Linked DNA regions of Mus musculus: regions 1, 2, 3, 4 and 5 are each linked to region 6. A link is a contact called in public Hi-C, HiChIP or PLAC-seq and Micro-C data. All regions are on one chromosome and are shown on one strand. The core of a region is the stretch at or near the end of the contact, and the rest is flanking DNA. Distances in the headings are between cores, read along the strand shown. Region 1 has its middle 24 kb from the start of Gm32590. Region 2 has its middle 47 kb from the start of Gm32590. Region 3 has its middle 9.3 kb from the start of Gm32590. Region 4 overlaps Nrp1 (neuropilin 1). Region 5 overlaps Nrp1 (neuropilin 1). Region 6 has its middle 110 kb from the start of Mir21c.

The links. Hi-C and Micro-C count contacts between places; a contact is called where the count stands out from the background. HiChIP or PLAC-seq counts read pairs in DNA pulled down with a chosen protein or histone mark.
Region 1: an H3K4me3 HiChIP or PLAC-seq map of bone marrow-derived macrophages shows a contact between it and region 6, with 6 times the contacts expected there. The contact joins two enhancer-like sites. A contact is called at or near these places in 1 of 484 Hi-C or Micro-C datasets (bone marrow-derived macrophages), 1 of 115 datasets of contacts at active chromatin or transcription factors (bone marrow-derived macrophages) and 1 of 9 other capture datasets (bone marrow-derived macrophages).
Region 2: a contact with region 6 is called in a Hi-C map of bone marrow-derived macrophages, with 2.4 times the contacts expected there. The contact joins two enhancer-like sites. A contact is called at or near these places in 1 of 484 Hi-C or Micro-C datasets (bone marrow-derived macrophages) and 1 of 115 datasets of contacts at active chromatin or transcription factors (bone marrow-derived macrophages).
Region 3: an H3K4me3 HiChIP or PLAC-seq map of bone marrow-derived macrophages shows a contact between it and region 6, with 5 times the contacts expected there. The contact joins two enhancer-like sites. A contact is called at or near these places in 1 of 15 datasets of contacts at CTCF or cohesin (the NIH/3T3 cell line), 2 of 484 Hi-C or Micro-C datasets (bone marrow-derived macrophages and nephron progenitors) and 2 of 115 datasets of contacts at active chromatin or transcription factors (bone marrow-derived macrophages and microglia).
Region 4: a contact with region 6 is called in a Micro-C map of macrophages, with 6 times the contacts expected there. The contact joins two enhancer-like sites. A contact is called at or near these places in 1 of 15 datasets of contacts at CTCF or cohesin (the NIH/3T3 cell line), 9 of 484 Hi-C or Micro-C datasets (Th1 cells, bone marrow-derived macrophages, cerebral cortex and 5 more) and 1 of 115 datasets of contacts at active chromatin or transcription factors (pancreatic cancer cells).
Region 5: a contact with region 6 is called in a Micro-C map of muscle stem cells, with 2.9 times the contacts expected there. The contact joins two enhancer-like sites. A contact is called at or near these places in 3 of 484 Hi-C or Micro-C datasets (adipose-derived mesenchymal stem cells, cerebral cortex and muscle stem cells).

What each region holds. Positions count from the first base shown.
Region 1 is chr8:127,779,881-127,783,270 of GRCm38.p6, forward strand. No RefSeq gene overlaps it. Among named protein-coding and RNA genes, the nearest start is that of Gm32590, 24 kb to the right of the region's middle. Within about 2 kb of position 1,326, at least 6 of the 459 cell types and tissues checked have an H3K27ac peak or open chromatin away from gene starts, as enhancers often do. A contact at or near this core is called in bone marrow-derived macrophages, where this site is marked.
Region 2 is chr8:127,850,947-127,853,888 of GRCm38.p6, forward strand. No RefSeq gene overlaps it. Among named protein-coding and RNA genes, the nearest start is that of Gm32590, 47 kb to the left of the region's middle. Within about 2 kb of position 1,430, at least 3 of the 459 cell types and tissues checked have an H3K27ac peak or open chromatin away from gene starts, as enhancers often do. A contact at or near this core is called in bone marrow-derived macrophages, where this site is marked.
Region 3 is chr8:127,813,624-127,816,540 of GRCm38.p6, forward strand. No RefSeq gene overlaps it. Among named protein-coding and RNA genes, the nearest start is that of Gm32590, 9.3 kb to the left of the region's middle. Within about 2 kb of position 1,343, at least 47 of the 459 cell types and tissues checked have an H3K27ac peak or open chromatin away from gene starts, as enhancers often do. A contact at or near this core is called in bone marrow-derived macrophages, where this site is marked.
Region 4 is chr8:128,487,426-128,490,510 of GRCm38.p6, forward strand. It overlaps Nrp1 (neuropilin 1), which reads left to right. Exons shown (of 17, transcript NM_008737.2): 12 at 472-531. It overlaps Gm32643 (a long non-coding RNA gene), which reads right to left. Exons shown (of 7, transcript XR_003947627.1): 1 at 948-3,085. Among named protein-coding and RNA genes, the nearest start is that of Gm32643, 4.0 kb to the right of the region's middle. Within about 2 kb of position 1,281, at least 62 of the 459 cell types and tissues checked have an H3K27ac peak or open chromatin away from gene starts, as enhancers often do. A contact at or near this core is called in bone marrow-derived macrophages and macrophages, where this site is marked.
Region 5 is chr8:128,464,159-128,467,468 of GRCm38.p6, forward strand. All of the region lies in intron 8 of Nrp1 (neuropilin 1), which reads left to right. Gm32643 (a long non-coding RNA gene) reads right to left here. Exons shown (of 7, transcript XR_003947627.1): 4 at 1,017-1,106. Among named protein-coding and RNA genes, the nearest start is that of Gm32643, 27 kb to the right of the region's middle. Within about 2 kb of position 1,478, at least 24 of the 459 cell types and tissues checked have an H3K27ac peak or open chromatin away from gene starts, as enhancers often do. A contact at or near this core is called in muscle stem cells, where this site is marked.
Region 6 is chr8:128,163,788-128,166,749 of GRCm38.p6, forward strand. No RefSeq gene overlaps it. Among named protein-coding and RNA genes, the nearest start is that of Mir21c, 110 kb to the right of the region's middle. Within about 2 kb of position 1,349, at least 69 of the 459 cell types and tissues checked have an H3K27ac peak or open chromatin away from gene starts, as enhancers often do. A contact at or near this core is called in bone marrow-derived macrophages, macrophages and muscle stem cells, where this site is marked.

The DNA of each region.
Region 1 (3,390 bases), core at 76-2,575, 380 kb before region 6:
TGGAAGTTCATCAGCTTACTCTGATAGAACTGTTCCTCTCCATTATTCCTCAACCTTTTGTGCAAGAACCATTCCCCTTCATCACTCCCCTTTCTCACAACATTTTGATTTCTCTCACACACTACAAAAATCCCCACCACACTTTGTTGTGTGAGCTTTGCCCCATGACTTCCATGTAGCACACCTTCAACCTCATTTCTATGTAGTTGAGCTTGGCTATAAGACAGGGTGCATGCAAATGAAAAGGAGAGAAAGGACCAGAGAATTGGAGGTGTGGTGAGGTCTGATAAGAACCCATGAGTCAGTTTCTTCAATGATGCAGCCATCATATGTTGCCTATGCGCTTATAAGTAAACCTTGACACACACTACAAAGCAACCCCAATTAAACTTATTGAATCATGCACACACAAAGGCATGGAAGCTGAAGTTGAAAGTTGGGAAGAGGAAGAGGGTCATTGAGAACAGAAGAATGATGTCATAATGAAACTCAAGAGCCAAGACAGTTAGGCGGGTGTCTTAGGGTTTTACTGCTGTGAATAGACACCATGACCAAGGCAAGTCTTATAAAAAACAGCATTTAATTGGGGCTGGCTTACAGGTTCAGAGGTTCAGTCCATTATCATCAAGGCAGGAGCATGGCAATATCCAGGCAGGCATGGCACAGGCAGAGCTGAGAGTTTTACATCTTCATCCAAAGGCTGCTAGTGGAAGACTGACTTCCAGGCAGCTAGGATGAGGGTCTTAAAGCCCACGCTCACAGAGACAGACGTACTCCAACAATGTCACACCTCCAAATAGTGCTACTCCCTGAGGCAAGCATATTGAAGCCATGAGCGTGGGTAAACCTACCAAGCTGACAAACATGATCTGAATTGAGTCACTGAGACTTACATGGAGGAAGCAGAGAAGTGACTTCCACAAATTGACTTCCTGACCTCCATACTCATGGTACTTCACATGTGCATACCCCTCCACACACACACACACAAGTAAAAGAAGAGGAAGAGAAAGAAGAAGGGTGAGGAGAAGGGAAAGGAGGAGGAGGAGGAGGAGGAGGAGGAGGAGGAGGAGGAGGAAAAAAAGGAGAAAAAGGAGGAGCAGTTGTGCTTTAGCTAAGGGGAAAACTAAGTTTCTGAGGTTAAAGATCTTCTATGACTCACAGAATAATCCCAATAAACTTCAGCTGACTGATACCCTCACCTTACAATGTAGTGATTATGAAGAATCCATCTCCAGGAAGTTGAATTTGACTGGCCCAAGGCCAGACAGCCAGTAAGGAAGGGATCCAGGAACTGAACAGAAGGAAGTTGGCCCTGGCAGCTGTGGTCACCATCATCTGTGCTCTACATTTACACCCAAACCATTCATTTTTGCCTGACAGCTCTCTTCCCCTGGGCCAATCTGCTGGAAATTCCCAGTGCTAACCACGTGCATGAGTGTTTTTTAAGTCATCCTTCTTGTGGGTCCTTGGGTGATATCACTTAATTTTTGATATTTTAAGAACTCTTTAGAAATCACATCTAAAATGCAGATTTGAGCTGGAGATGTAGCTTAGAATGTTTGATCAGCATGTGGAGTAGACCTAAATTTCATCCTCAGAACCATAGAAACTGAGTGCGGTACCCTTATAATCCCTACAGTCTGGAGGTAGAGGCAGGAAGGCCAGAAGTTCACCTCATCTTTGGCTACATCAATAGTTCCAGGCCAGCATAGCATATATGAGATGCTCTCTCAAAAGTGAAGAGAAATACAGATTTCCATTCTCAATACCTGAGAGAAGAGGATTTAAATGTTCTAAGAGGGGTCCCGAGATCTAGTGACTCTTGGTCACTGTGCTTTTGATGTCTCTGATCCTCTTGCCCTTGGTGGCCCCACTTCTATTGCAGAAGTACTGCACTTTGTTTTCTGGCATTACTGGGCTTTTCTGCTGGAGACTCCCTTCATGATGAATCTTCACCCTTGATAGTAAAACATCACTATAGTAAAACCACTCAATAGCTCTACACCTGGAGGTTGTGCTGTTCCTTTTGGAGAGCATCTTGACAATCATCATCTGATTAACAAATCACCTATGCTTTTAAATACAGAAGCAAGAACTTTATGAGTGCATTATGCTTGAACATTTTGTTTGAACCTTTCTTAATTAGCGTAATTACTAAAATATGTGCCAGGACATGATATTTTAAAAGTGAGGAACCACTTTTAAAGGGAAAACTTGGGCTAGAAAACATGATAGGATAGAAAGATGTAGTTCAATGGAAGCATGTGCTTAGCATCTATGGAACTTTGGGTTGGGTCTTCAGAACCAAAGTGTATATATAGATACACAAGATTGAGGTGGGTTGCATTTATACCAAGTATCTGCTGTGCAATACAACATATATTGCTAGACTTGAACAGATTAGCAATCGTCTTCTGATTAACAAATCACCCATGCTATGAACTTCCTTCTTTAACTTTTAAAAAACCTTTTATTTACTAATCTCTTGATTCCCCATTTGTACTGTAGCTTGTGACCTTCCTAACAATTTAAGCAAACAGGCAAAGTGATCAGTGCCATGATTCTTCATGATAAAGCACTGCCCAGGAGTTTGAGTAAGACCCAAGAGAGTTGGTAAATGCCATAATACCGGAATGAAGCTATGGTGGTAATTTCACAGTGAGTTCATCTGATGTCACTTGGACCCCCTCTATCTAATTCCTCAGTATAGTGGCAAAACCAATGACATAAATGTAATACATGGAAATACTGGTGAATTCTCCAGTGGCCATAGATGCATTTAAAGAGTGTAGTCTATAGGATAGGGGTCAGAAAACTATCTATTACTGTCTTTAATATTTGCTGTTGATTGCACAGGGGGGGTATATTGTGGCATGTTAAAATTATACAAAATTCAAATCTCAGTTTCCATAAATCTCATCAAATTTCACTATATTTATTTTCAAGTGACTTAAAGGTTTTTAGACTGTGTCAGCAAATTAGACCATTGTGATAGAAACCATATGTTCCATAAGGTCTAAGTCTAGATCTTCTGGTCCTTACAGACTTGCCCTGTCATTCTGATTAGTGAGAAGGGATGGACTTCAATCCTGCCTTTCTTGGCTGGCCTTTGCTTGAGACACAAAGGTAGTAGGTAACATGTTAAAGATGTTAGAGAAAGAGGTGTTATTTCTCTCTCTATTAATGTAGAAATCTGTTTTGAAACAGGCAGCTGAGCTGTGCGTTGTGTAAGGACACTCCTTCATGGTGGAACACAGAGAGTTCCATGGCATTTGTTCCATGAGTACAATGGCTGCAGGCACACATACACATGGAAAGAAAGGAGCTATTAAACCAGCAGGATCAGCCAGCAGACATTGTCCTCCATTATCCGCTGTCTGCTACTTG
Region 2 (2,942 bases), core at 180-2,679, 310 kb before region 6:
TGGTCTAATTGCATGTGGACCTGGCTGTCCAATACATGGCCTTTGGGGACACATTCCACCCATAGTGGCCCACCATATGGCTTGTCTTGAAGAGTACTCCATGTGTACTTAGGAAGTATTTGTGATCTGTAGTTATTAGGTAAGCAAATAGATTAGCAGAATTTGGCGATAGGGGTCTCGAGAGTGAAGGAAAAAGCGAGGCCCAGTGTAATTTAGCTGAAGAAATCCTAGCCTCATTCTCTGGGGCTCCAAGCAGTTGGGTGTATCTAGTACTTTCAACTGGCTTGGATTTAGAGGGTATTATTTTTGGGAAAGGGAAGCTCTGAGGAAAAAGGCTGAGTGGGTCAGCAGAGCTGGTCACCTAAATGGTGAAATATTGGATGCTGATCTCAAAGTCCCTGACATAAGGCAAGCAGGAAGTCACATGCTTTGATGTCTATTACTCACACTAATATTGTTTTTGAGATAAAATTACATCAGTTAGACCCAAAACAGAAGAACTCAAAAGAAATCCTCCTAAAGAGATGAATTAAACAATATTGAAGGCAACTCCAGGGAAGCCAGGCTAGCAAGGGTCTTAAAGGACTGACTCTTGTCTTGAGTGTCCAGGGTGGAAGGTTGTAATGCGACCCACACTCAGAGAGGCAAGAGACACTGCTTTGATAAAGCCTTAGAACAGTGGTTCTCAACCTGAGGGTCATGACACCTTTGGGGTTGCATATCAAATATTAACATTATGATTCATAACAGTAGCAAAATTATAGCTATAAAGTGGCAGTGAAATAATTTTATGAGCAGGGAACAGAACGAATTAAGCATTAAGAAGTTTGAGAACCATTGTCTTAGAAGAATGGGGAACCCCAAAAGGGACATAAGAAGAGAATATGTCTTGATAAATATTTTCAAGATCTTTACATTACTAAAGTATGAAGTGGCCTATCCCTGCCCATATCCCCCAACTTTTGGGGCTCTGGGTCAAGTGCTAAGGGTGAGGTGTCAGTGAAAATGGAGAAACAAAAGTGTCAAGAGATACCAGTTCATTTGGATTCATTCATAGCACACAGGACAGTGAGGTAGCAGGGATATGGCAGGGCTGATGGATGCAGGAGGGCACAGCGACTGATTTTCTCATTGGTCCCCTTCACTTCCCCAAGCTAATGTTTCCTTGAGACTGATGCTTTTCTTCTAGTTATCCTGCTGGTGTGATTCATAGGCAGTACCGTGCTCTCCCATCTCTACAAGCTCTTATCTTCTTCCCAAGCTGCTAGTACTGTAACGTTTTTGCTGGGAAATTGACTATTAATATGGAAGGATTTAGTAACAGCAAGAAGAGAAAGAGACAGTTGAACACTTACTTAGCCTCTGTGATCATTAAATTGGTTACAGTAGTACAGCAGAGGTTCAATACAGGAACCATGGGATGGCCCAGGCCTTTTGAGGAACTGAATAGGCTTGGCTTGGAGAAGTGGACAGAACATCTTGTGTGTGTTTATGTGGAGGCCAGAGGTCAAACTTAGGTATCATTCTTCAGGAGCTTGCTTCTTGAGACAGGAATGCTCTGACTCAGTTAGACTGACTAGCCTGAGAGTCCCAGTGACCTGGGACTGTCTCTACCTGCTCAGCAATTGAATTGTGTGTGTGCCACCAAAATGCAGCTTTTACACAGGAGTTTTTGGAATTGCATTTAGTCTTTGTGTTTGTTTGGCAAGTGGTTTTTCAACTGAGCATTTTTTTCAATTTTAATGTTTTATTTCTTACTGCTTTGTTGAACTTAGTTGGTCTATTTTTTTTCTATGGAACCTTCAGGAATTTCTGCATGTAAGATACATCATCTTTGATCATATTTTACTATTTGAATGCATCTTCTTTTCTTTTCTTTTCTTTTCTTTTCTTTTCTTTTCTTTTCTTTTCCTCTCTTTTCTTTCTTTTTTTTTATTGGTTATTTTATTTATTTACATTTCAAATGTTATCCCCTTTCCCTGTTTCTCCTTCACAAACCCCCAACCCATCCCTCCTCCCCCTGCTTCTATGAGGGTGCCCCCCCCACTCCCACCTCATTGCCCTAGCATTCCCTTACACTGGGGCATAAAGCCTTCACAGGACCAAGGGCCTCCCCTCCCATTCCCTGGGAGCTCTGGGAGCAGGGGTCTGGTTGGTTGATATTGTTGTTCTTCCTATGGGGTTACAAACTCCTTCAGCTCCTTCAGTCCTTCCCTAACTTCTCCACTAGAGTTCCCGTGCTCAGTCTGATGGTTGATTTTGTGCATCCCCATCTGTATTTTAACCCAGAATTGCTCCTGTCTAAAGGAAATGCAGGGAAAAAGAGTGGAACAGAGACTGAAGGTTACGGCAGAGCCATTCTGGAGACAGCTATATCAGGCTCTTCTTGGTATCAGCAACCACTTATTGATATCAGCAATTGTGCCTGGGTTTGGTGTCTGCATATGGGATGGATCCACAGGTGGGGCAGTCTCTAGATGGCCTTTCCTTCAGTCTCTGTTCCACTCTTTTTCCCTGCATTTCCTTTAGACAGGAGCAATTCTGGGTTAAAATTTTGGAGATGGGTGGGTGACCCCATCCCCTCAACCGGGGCCATGTCTAACCTCAGGATATGGTCCCTACAGGTTCTTTTTTTCCCCTTTGTTGGATATTTCAGCTAATCTCATCCCCATTGGATCCTGTGAGCCTCTTGCTTTCCTGGCATCTGAGACTTTCTAATGGCTACCCCCAGTTCCCCATCCCCCATTGCTACGTCTGTTCAATTTCCTGACCCTCTGTATGTTATCCCTGTCTCCTCCCATACCTTTTTCCCCACCCCTTCTCTTTTCCTCCCAAGTCCCCCCTCCCCCCATCCTCTACCTCCCATGACTATTTTGTTCCCCCTTTTAAGTAGGACTGAAGCATCCACACTTTTGTCTTCTTTCTTCTTGAGCTTCGTGAAT
Region 3 (2,917 bases), core at 93-2,592, 350 kb before region 6:
ATTATATTATAATCTCAAAAAAAAGAAATCATCTTAAAAATTTAATCTAAAAAAAATCACCTTCAATATTTTACATGGTTGTCATGGTGACCGTTTTGACAGACACAGGATCATGGTTCCTTATGTGGCCTGGGATTTGTGTCCAGGTCTTGGTGGATGGGGACAACTGCCGAACAGTCTTTTTCTGCTCTGAGATCCTGAAGGATGCTATGCTTGTCACCTCTGCTTGCTGCCGTGCTCCTGGCTACTCTACTTCTGCTAAGCTTTCTGGTGGAATGGGTATCTGTACCCGTGGGCCTTCAGATGGAAAGTTCATTAGCAAAATACAGAAAGCAAATAGAAGATCTGGCAGTTTCCTTAGCAGGAATCCCTGGGGTGTACACTGGTGAGCACCTGGGTTTTCAGAAGTGAAGGGTGGGCTGTGGGGATGATGCTCAGTCTCTGGGGCTACAGGCTGATTCCTGTCCTTTTTTCCCAACCTCCTCGAGATCCTCCTTATTATTCTACAGTGTACTTCTAAATATTTTTGTTTTTTTGAGAGTCTTAGGCATTTACCTTCCAAAAGACAATTTTGAATAAGGTCAAAGGGATATCTGCTGTCCCCACTTAGAATATACAAATTAAAGAATTTATTTCCCAGGAGCTGGCTTTAATTATTAGTCATATGGAGGACTTGGGGATCCTGACTTGGGAATCAGGATATTACGTCGTCACGCTAGAAGACTGTTTTGAACCTTCACAGACTGATCCAATTAATTGCTCCTTCCCACTTCTTGCTGCCTTTGTGAGCCATTAGTCCCTCTTTTGAACTCCACTTCCTGCTCACCACTCAACCTTCACAATCCCACACAGATACTCTTTTTTTTTTTTTTCCCTCCCCTTTATCTTGGTCTCTGTTTTGGTTTAGCTGTCTTTCCAATCCTCTGAATGAAGACTTGACTTGCACATAAGGGTGTCACCTGTGAACTGTACTTCTTGGTGGAGGATGGAGGGGACTGGGATTCATCATTCACTGAGGCCCCAGTGTGAAGTTTCTAGGGCCATGATTAGTTCACTTGACAATTAGAGCTGTCATCTTGGTACAGTGGCTCGTAGTTGAGCCTACCAGCTCTTCTGCATCTGTGGAGTCATGATCAGCCCTGTTTATCTCTTTTACAAAACTTGGACAGGGAAACTCAGCAACCTGGGTTTTGCCCTGACCTCACATGAGCTGGAATAATGCTGGTGGTTTGTACTGAGAAGGAGGTAAGGTAATCTCACACAAGCCAAGTTGTAGGGAAGAGACAGCGATGTATTCTTTCGAGGTTACACCCCCAATGACCTACTTCCTGAAACTTGCTCCACCCCCTGTGCCTTCTATCCCCTCTCACGAGTTCATTCAACTATGAATGCACCAGAAGATGAAGAGGAAGCTGAAACTAGCTTCCTCATGATGTAGCCACAGCCTGAAAGCCGAAGGTCTCAACAGGGTACTGAGGACCAAACCTTCAATGAAATGAGTCTGTGGGGGGATACTTCATATTAAAACTGTAAGGAGCAGAGAATGATGAAGAGAAAGACATAGTTTGTGGATCGTGTATTAATATATGAGTTTCAGAGAATTAATGCTTGTTCTCAAAATATACCTAAGCATCTGAGGAAACCGAACAAAACTGAGAGAGGTGAAGGAAGAAAGGATGCTTCTAAAGATAGATGCATCGCTTCCCCTGCCTCCTCCCCCTCTCCCTCTTCCTCCTCCATTTCTTATGAGTGCAGGGATCACAAGCCTGTGCTACTACACTCGGCCAAATGGGGTTTTATTTCTCTCTTTTTTTTCTCTTCTCAAAATAGCTTCCTTTGATTTTTTTTCAATCAGTATATGTTCATTATATAAAATAATGTGTCTCATTTTGGCTCGTTCATGTGCGTATGCTATGCACTTTGATCATACCCACCACCATCCTCATTTCCCCCTCCCCTTTCCACTGAACACTTCCTCTTGCCAAATAACTTCATTTCTACTTTCTTAAAAACCTAGCCTCTGATAGGAAGAAAGGCGTGTCATACTTGTCTTTCCAAGTCTGCCTTATTTTTTATATTATCGTTATATCCAGTTCCATCCATTTTCTTAATAATATTATTTTATTCTTTGAGGCTAAATAAAAGTATTGTATACATGCACCACATTTTCTCTTGTCAGTCACTTCTTGATGGACAAGAAGTCAGAGGTGTCAAATTGATGGGACAGAGGCCTATAGCATGATTGTGCTCAGAGTAACCTTTGTGTTCCTTTCTTCTTCATTATCCTATCCCTGGTCTACTCGACCTTGCAATCATGATGCTTTCTATCTGCTCCAACAGCCCCACCCTGCAAGAGCTTTATACTTGTGCAGCCATAGCCTGCTATAGCTCTGGTGTCTCCCAGTCCAAGATACCTGCACATGTGTGTTTCTCTATGTCACAGTAATTTGGATGTGCTGGTATACATGTGTTGCATATGTGTGTGGAGGCTAGAAATCAACCTCAGATGTTGTTCTTATTCTGGTGATATTCACAAAAGCTCCTGGAAGGAACGTGAATGGTGTGGTTGGAGTCAGGAAGGACAGACCAAGGTTGCTGGGGTGTGCTTTAGCTCACACTCAACACCTGCTCAGGTGAAGCCCAGGCTATTCACAACTGGAAAGAGGGCAGAACGATCTCCAGAATTCCAGTTTTGATATTTGACTTTGTGCCTTTTTTTTTTTTTGTCATCTCGTTAAGTGATGTGTTGGAAATAGTAATGTTTGCAATAGGGCTCTAGATATAGAAATATGTTTCTTCCCTAGAGTTAGCCACCTAGCTGGCCAGTCCTTTGTGTTTGGTTGGTTTTTGGCTTGTATGTGTGTGTGTTTTGCATGCAGCTCAGTGTACAGATATGCAGACTCATGCATACATATAC
Region 4 (3,085 bases), core at 31-2,530, 320 kb after region 6:
GAAGTCAGCCCCTAGAATACACACACACACACACACACACACACACACACACACACACACACACAAAGCTGAGTATAGTACAAGCTTGTAGGTAGATAATGGGTCCCTGGGACTCACTAGCCAGCCAATCTAGCCTACTTGTGTAACCCTGTTTCAAAGGAGCCAAGTGATATTTCTGACATGACACCGCAGATTATCTTCTAACATCCACATGCACATGCTCCTGCACACTTAATGCAAATCTTCACACACATGTAAACATACACAAAACATAGCATGCATAAAATTAAAACAATCTTATGGTAATGTTGTTTGAATTAGATAGACTAAGATTCAGTCAAATGTGATTGGTCCTGGAAGGAACTAAAGTAAGAGTTTTCTGTGAGAAATGTCTAGAGATGTGAGCTTGAAACATTGTTGCACACTGCCTCTGTTTTCTTATTTTGGTATGCCGCTGCTCTTATTTTTCAGGAGGCACCACTGTCCTGGCCACAGAGAAGCCAACCATTATAGACAGCACCATCCAATCAGGTATCAAAATCTAATGTGTCTATATTCCATGTACCCCTTCCAATCCCACTTACCAAAATAGCATCACTGAGCTTCCTGGCTTCAGTTGCTCTAAAGGCCTAGGAGAACAGCAAAGCTGTAAAAGCCACATGCTTTTGGTACCCAGTAAGCCCCAATGAACAGGGTTCCCTTCCTCATCAGTCATTGCTGAATGACATGTCCCAGCTACCCCCCTCCCCCCAGGGAATTGAGAGACATACTTTGTTTAATTACAGCACAGCTCTGATGTGGCCTGTGTTTGCAAACTAGAAGAAGGAAAGAAATCTCACAAGCCACAGCCTAACTATTTATTTTCATCACCATTCTGCAAAATCAAGAAGCGCAAAGTTTGTCTGTTGTGCCTGCCACAGAGTTGGCAGTTTTACAACAGCACTTACCACAAGACTGGCTCAGGAAACCAAGGTTTACACTGTGCCCGGGCTGAGAAACACCCTGGGAGCATCCCCCTTATCCTTTAGCTCAGAGGAAAACCCAAGGACTCTGTCCGCCCAACCGTGCGTGCGGGTTATCAAAGGCTGCCCTCTTTTGTTTTCTGTTAGTATTCTGTGACATTCTTCCCCACAGACTCACATGAAGGGAAGCAGTTGTATAAGCAACCAGAGGTTTTTTTTTTTTTTTTAAATACTTTAGAGTTAATCATTAGAGGAAGGTGAGAGGGTCAGCTTCCCAGATTCTTCCATTTCCTTTATTGAAGTTCACTCAGCCTTGGCCTCTGCAGTCATTTATTAATGGACCGTGTGGTGTGTATCGGTGTTTCCTCCACACTGACTGCCTCACAGAGGACTAGAAAGGACTTCCCTAATTAGCATGCTTCCTTAAAGGCCACTGTTACCATTGACCTAATTAAACTGTAAGACAAACTTCTTTGGAACTTTCCCCCAGTTTTCAGGAGTTCAGCTGACAAAACGCTTGCTCCCGCATCCCAAACCCCTCAGACGTTAGGCAAAGGAAATCCCCCAAATGCTGTGTTCCTGCTCATACCTGTTGTAATTTGACTTTAGTCACAGTGTCTGTCTGCAGATATTTTACTCTTCCCTGTCTGTTACCAGGAGGACGGCCCTGGTCTGCAAATGGGGCTTCTCTGTGGGGGTGAAGCTGTAGGACTATGACTCTCAATATACTGTCTTTGGCCCTCTATCAGAAGAGGATGAAGGGAGTATATGAAGTTGTGATGACGCCATGTACATTTTAGTTGCTCATCTAGTTTCTTTTCTTGCCAGAAGTGATTAGAAGCACCCTGAAGTAGTCTCTCTACTGCTTCGTTAGTCTCTCATCTCCTCTATTAAACGAGCATGGCTATCTTCAAAAAGCATGAAAGTGAGAGTCATGGTGACCACACCAGGAGAGGTTTTGATAACACATTTGCTTTCAACAGGACCTCTTGGTCATGCTTGTGAAGGTCTTATAAACAAGGGGCTGTCAGCCCAATCTTAGCATTCACCAAAGTCAGAGGGCAGGTGTACAGCGCATGAATCCATAAGATTTGTTACTACCACCATCTAGACAAAGACTGGTTCTAACAGCCTGGCTGATCATAGAGATAGACAATGTCTATATGGTTTCCTGTTTATTCCATTGTCTGAGTTATAAATCTGGTCTTCAGCTCCTCACTGGAGGGTCATGAACTGTTGACCTTTAAAAGCTATCTGTTCACTGCAACCTTCTGGTTAGGTCACTGCATGGGCCTCACAGAGATGGAATGTGCTTCCAGACAGAGGTCTAGCTCAAGGTGAGGCTGACCACACCTAAAACTTGATGCATTACAGGCCTCTCACACTTCACAGATGGCCTCAGACAGACCCTATGTCTTCATCAAAATTCTGTTTACCTGAGCAGTTACAAACTAAGCAAAATCTTAAGATTCTGTTTTAAGAACTGAGTGGGTATCTCAGTAAGTGTATGCAAGCACTTACCCCTGCTGTGCAAGCATGAATTCCTGAGTTCCATCATCAGAATCCACACAAAAGCAGAGTATATGGAGCATGCTCAGAGATAGAGACAGGCAGATCGCCATGGCTCACTGACTAGCAGGCTTGGCCTACATGGCAAGTTCCAGGCCCCAGTGAGAGCCAATCACAAAACACAAGATGGATGGTGCCTGAAGAATAACATTTGAAATTGACCTCTGACTTACACATAGATATACACACATACATGAACATGTGCATACACACACACACACATAGAGGAGAGAAATTTATCTTGAGGATTCTGATCAATACAAGAAACTCAGCAGGAATACAATATCCATATACTGCCTAGGTTGCTGTCATTAGAGGCATAAAAGGGTATTCATGCTTGGACAGACCCCTCTGTTTAATGCAGTTCTCTTTACAAAGGACTTTGACCCTCTGAGGGTCTTTCCACATCCTCACAGCAGCTCACAGTATGTTGGTGACTTATGATTGTGTGGGCTTCCATATCCCTCTTGCTTGGACTTTAGGACCAGCTGATAACCAAGCAGTGATCATACTAGATAGGAACCTCGACTTGAAAATTAAATCCTTGCTCACAT
Region 5 (3,310 bases), core at 228-2,727, 300 kb after region 6:
CTTCTACAGGGTTGTGAGACCTCAGCCTATGCTCTGCTCAGTGGTGTTCTCTTCCCCCATAGTCATGCATGCTCCTGTCAATCAAAGATGAGGGCGACCTTTCCAGACACCACAACATCCTTAGGAAACTCCCCAAGCCCTCAGAGGAGGCCAGGTGATGCCCACTGGGAACTACTGCCATAGCTAGCGATCACTTTCTCACTCTGGAAACTGATTAACTAGCTGTGCTCAGTTTGTTATTTTAAGGTCAAGCACAGAGATCTTACGGTAAATTCATACCACTCATAATAGCCACACCAAACCCCTCCCCGTAACATCATCCACTTGTCTCTTTCATCCAAAATTGATTTTAAAGTTTCAAAAAAAGAAATAGTGTTGCCAAACAAAATACAGAATCCCCAGTTAAGCTTGGTGTGACTTAAAAATGATAATTGTTAGTTTATGTATTTCCCATTGCAGTATTTTGGATACACTAAGAATTAGTCATTGTGTCTCTGACATTCCAATCTAGTTGGATATCCCATTTCTTGTTCTGTTGTTTATTTGCTTGTTAAATTTAACAACATGGGCAAAAGTGGGTCAAGCCTGTCTGCTAAGGAAACCCTGCTGTAAACTAGCATCTCATTCAAACCTTGAATTAATTGTTAATGTAATTTTTCCCTCATCATTGTTAAAAGTGAATTATGGGCTAAGTTGAGGAAATAGCTCAATCAGTAAAGAACTCATCTTACAAGCATGGGACCTGAGTTCAAACCCCAGAGCTCACATAAAAAGGCATGCATAGTAGCATACACTTGTAACCCAGAGCTAGGATGGTGGAGACAGGAGGCTCTCTGGGACTTGCTGACCAGCCAGTCTAACCTAACTAGTGACTCCCCAGGCCAGTGAGAAGCTGTGTCTCAAAAAACATCATAGAAAGTACAAGATGATGTCCTTTGTCTCTCAGACACATGCCCACAAATGCACAGTATGAGTCTTGTGGCTTCCAGTCAAGGGCAAGTCAAGGTTCAACATACTGTTTTTCAGAAGAGGCATTCGCAGAGAAATGTTGGAGGCTGGCTCAACACACTGACTTCTGACTGAGAATGGACCGGCTTTCACCATGTCTGGGGAAAGAAACAGTTCAGAATCTCTGTGTAAGAGAAAGAACATCCATCTAGCACAGTCTCTGCTCTGCTTGTAGGATCCAAATTAGCTGTGTGTTTCTCAGATGGTAACATCTGACTCCCTTTGCCAGCCAAGCATCACCATTGTAAAGAAGCCGGTTGGAAGTCAGGCAGGTGTGATCACTGTAGCCAAGAAATGGGACTTCTGTTTTTAAGATAAGAGTTTCATAGTCCTTCAGCAAATGGCTTTGTTTAAATCTTTAAAAATAATTTCCATTGAGTTTATTCTTGGTTTCCAGATTCCCACCCAGAGCAAATAGTCAGGCTGGGTTACAGGAAGGCGTCCTGAGAAACGACAGCTGCTTTTGACTGTTGTAATACATTGATTCATTCAGCAAATATTTTTTGAGGTTGACAGTGTGCAAAAACAAGCTCAGCAAGTCTCAGAAAACAGAAAAATATGACTTGTTTCATACCCTCAAAAAATTAGGATCCAACTTGGCAAATGGCTTGGTTGTGAGTATGCTTGCCCAACATACAGGAATCCCTGAGTTCTGCACCCAACACTGCAGAAACCACATGGCAGTTGGTTCTGCCATGCAGAAACCACATGGCAGTGCACACTTGAAACCCCAATACATAGGAGGTGGAGGTAGAAGGCTCAGGAATTCAAGGTCATTCTCCAAGGTGAACTGAGGGCCAGACCGGAACAAGAGATCTTGTCAAAAAAAAGGGGGGGGGGGTGTGAAAAAGGCAGGAAGGAAAGAAGAAAGAAAGGGAAGTAGTGAGGGAGAAAGGGAAAGAGAGAGAACATAAAACTTGAACTAGCAAAAGGCAGTTATCTAAAAGAGTGGATACGATTGCCAATACAAGAGAAAATACAGATCAAGTATCATAAGGCATATCAGAAAAAAAATGTGTCTAATTACAGACAGAAATATTGACTAAGCAAAATAATATTTAAAGATGAGTCAGTGTTTTCCACAAATTAAATGGTGGAAAGAGCAAGATGATAGGTGGGCCTAGAGGATAGAAAGAATGTAAAAAAAAAAAAAAAGCCCTAGCCCCACCCAGGGAGGAAGTGCTTCATCTCTCTAGTATCAGTGACTGTGCAAGCAAGGAGCTGGGATGTGCAGTGTTCAAAGCCTTGCTTGAAAGTCCTGAGTGTGGAAGACATAGCATCAGAACTGTATAGCTCATGAAGAGAGGTGCTGACTGACCCATGCTTCAGGTCAACGGGGCTGGACTTAAATCACTTAGGGTGGTTATGCTTTCTATATTGCTATTTATCACATTATGTAGAATGGAATTGTTTCAAAGAAAATTAGATTGTCACTCCTATATGTCCCTAATTGAATAGTATGGTGTTGCAAAGAAGATAACTGGTGTTGGTTATTTATTAAGCAACCAACCAACCAATCAATCAATCAATCAATGATGGATACTCTCCCGTTGCTACAGAAAATGTGAAGAGGTCCATTATGTACTCCATTGCTCTTGGGGAGTTTATAGTCTATCTGTGATTACAGACTCATAATCCCACCCACAGCACATCTCTGTCCCAGCTGGGAGCTACTTCTGCCTGGGCCATCACATTCCCAGGAGGGGAATCATCCCAAGTAGGCAGAAGTTTCCATGACTCTTGAACTGCATCTTGACATTTACATAGGCTGTGCCTCTGAAATCAGGAGAGAGGAAGCTGAACATCTTGGCCAAAGGCAATGATAGGAAATCTTTCTACAGGATGTGAGGGAGAATTAGTTAACTGGAATGTATTAGATAGCTGATGTGAATCCAAAATGAGATACGGGTGTTTGAATTCATGGGAGGCACACATGTTGGAGGTGCACAGGCAGATGTGTGAAGACCCTGGGACAACCTCGATTGTCATTCCACAAGTGCAGCCCACATATTGTTTATTTATTTTGAGACAGTCTCTCATTGGGATTGGGAGCTCACCAGTTCATCTAGGCTGGGTGCCAATGAGCTCAAGGAACTGCTTGTTTCTGCCTCCCCAGTGCTGGTTTACAAATGTCAGTTACCGTGCCTGGTGTTTTTAAATGGATTCTGAAGATACAACTGAGCTAACTCCCCAGCACCCAAAATGTGATTTTTAAACCTAGGTAGAATTTTTTCTTGAAATAATAGAGAACTAGCACAGGGGTAAGTTTTAATCTCAGAGTTCAAGTGGCACTTGTGGAATA
Region 6 (2,962 bases), core at 99-2,598:
GTCTACTATACAGCCACACTCTCAGCTCCTCCTAAGACATGCTCCATGGCTGACCCCTCTTCTTCCCTTCCCTTTCTCCTTCTCTTTCTTTCTCCTTCTCTTCCCTCTTTCTGTAAAGCTCTTCATCTCTCCCTCTCCTCCTCTTCTCACTCTCCATCACTCCTCCTTTACCCCCACATTCTCTCTCCTTCTCTACCTTTCACCTTCCCACTGCCCTTCCTCTGCCTTCTTTGAGTCTTTGACACAGGATCTCAAGCATCCTTGAACTCACTATGTTGGAAGGATGACTTTGAACTTGTGCTCCTCCTGCTTCTGACTCCCTAGTGCAGGGATTAGGGGTGAACACCTTCATTAGACAAGCACTGTGCCAAATGATCATTATCTCCAGCCCAATTCTGAGAAATATCTCTTGACTTCTACAACCCCCTTCACAGTTCCTGCTTTGAGCTCCATCAACTCATCATTTTTGTTTACTTGCAATGCCCTTCCCAGGATCATCTGTTCAGCTATGTTGCCTTTTGAGCTAGACTGGAAGATTCTAAGAGCTGGAACTACCCCACATACTTAGCTCTTCCCAGTGTGCCTCACAGTAACTCCCTCCAGACTGTAGATACACAACAAACATTGACAGGTAGACTAGGAGATTCTTGTTTCTGTTTTTCCTGAGAGTTTTTCCCAATAGCTTCATAAAGCAGGTTTCTAAACTGGCATGGATAAGGATTTGTCTGCACAGTTCAATTACTACATCTGAGTACCAACCTGCCAAGGCAGTGACACAGACCTCACTTTGTCTCATTGAAGGGTTATGGAGACATTATGCTTTCTGCACTTTGGCTTTTGTGAGCCTGTATAAGGAAAGCACAGAGTTTGTGTGTATGATGAGGGACTCTCCTTTCCCTCTGGGAACATATACCCATGTTGTGTTTGCCTATGGGCTCTCTCCAAGGTGCATTCAACCACAGCTGTAAGGCTCTGATCAGTGACCTATGGTGTCCCCCAAAGAGATGATGGAGCCCAAAAGCAGTGTTTACAGCCCTTCACTCTTTGCTGGAAGCCCTTCAGGCTGTGCTTTACAAATGAGGTTTTAAGCCGCATCACCTGAAGATGGATTTCTGTGCTCAGTCAGATATTAGCAGTACATGGTTTGGGTGGTATGAAATGGGAGTTTAGTGAGTTTAGTCCCCCCTTCACCTTAGGCTAATTATTAAAGAAAGTGTTTGTAGGCCTGCCGACTCTCATAATTCATCCTGACTCACACTTTTCTAGAGTCAGGCTTACAGAGCTCCATCTGCAATGCTGTGATCATTGCCAGAAGAACGTGGTAGGACTGAGTCATACTCCCCCATCTGTGATGGCGTGGGACCCTTGCTAGAGGAATGTGGTAGGACTGAGTCACAACCTCATACTCCTCCATGTGTGACGGCAGGAGCATAGCTGATGAGTGTTGTGGAACCAAGTCATCATTCCACGGTGCAGATGAACTCAGGGAACTTCATTCAGAAACAAGTCTGCCCTTTCCTTCTTCAGTGTGATGGAGTTACATATCCTAAGTCCTCCCATGAGCAAAGCAACCACAATAACCAGGTGTTCTAGTTTGCTTCTCACTGCCACAATACAGATACCATGGTCAACAAACATGGGGAGGGAAGAGTTTTTTTTGGCTTACTCATCTCAATCACAGTCCATTATAAAGAGAAGCTAGGACAGGCACTCTAGCAAGAACTGCAGCAGAGAACATGGAGAAACACTTACTGACTTGTTTCCTAAGGCTTGCTCAAGTTGATTTTTTTATACAACTAAAGACTAACTTCCTAGGGATGGCATGGCCCACCATGAGCTGGGTCCTTGCATATCAATCATTAATCAAGAAAATGTTCCACAGACTTGCCTACAGGCCAATCTTATGGAGCCATTTTCTCAACTGAAGTTCTATCTTCCCAGATGACTCTAGTCTGTGTCAAGTTGACAATGAACCTAACAACCACATCAGGTGACAGACTTTGATACCACTTTCAAAGAACAAACTTCAAAACTCCGGAAAGGAAATAGACAAGATACCAGGTGCCCAGAATCTATCGCCTTCTAAAAAGCACATTAAGAAGAATGGAATCATTTTTCTCCTTAGAGAACACTTACCTTGAAATATAGTCAACTGCCCTGGAATCTTCCATTTCTACTTTCTGCTTTTTCCCCCCTCTCTCTATAGTGTCTGCAAATTTGCATTCCTATGACATATGTGTATATTATGCACTTGAAAATTTTATATAAAGAAAGTGAGAACGGTGGCACGTAAGACTCTAAGAACGTTAAAGATTTAGTGCAACACCTAATTTTAGAGGTAGAGATACTGATCCAAAAGCAGGCCTGAGGCCCGTTTACAGGAAGCAAACAAATGTCCTACAAGAGATGGTAGTCTGGCTCAGCCCCCACCCAGTGCCCTCTTCAGCATGACTGGCATATACGTTAGCTAGACATTACACTGAGGCTTCCACCCACTCTGGCACAATCCCATTAGCGGTTATGAGAGTCCTATTATTAGAAAACAGCTACTGAAAGTATTCTCATCTCAAACTCAGGAAGTGGAAATGAAACCGAGAGTATTTAAGTTTGCTAAATAGAACACTGGAACAGTCCTGACATCCCCATCCTCACCCTCAAAATGATGAGGTTAGCTGGATGATCATTGATGGGAGCATCTCTATCTGAAACACCTATGAAGTCTAAGTCCTGTGAGTATTCCCCATGAGATTTGCTCTTTGTCTCTCCTCAACTGTGACTCTTGAAGGATCTCGAACTTCTATTTTTCCAAATATAAGATGGAGCTAATAATAATTGCCAAGCTGTGGTGACAGTAAACAAGATAATTCACGTTTATTCTTTGAATAAAAAGCAATGTGAAAATGCACCGTGAATCACTTAGGCAGCTTGCAGATAGCCAGGGACTGTGGGATAAAATTAGCCC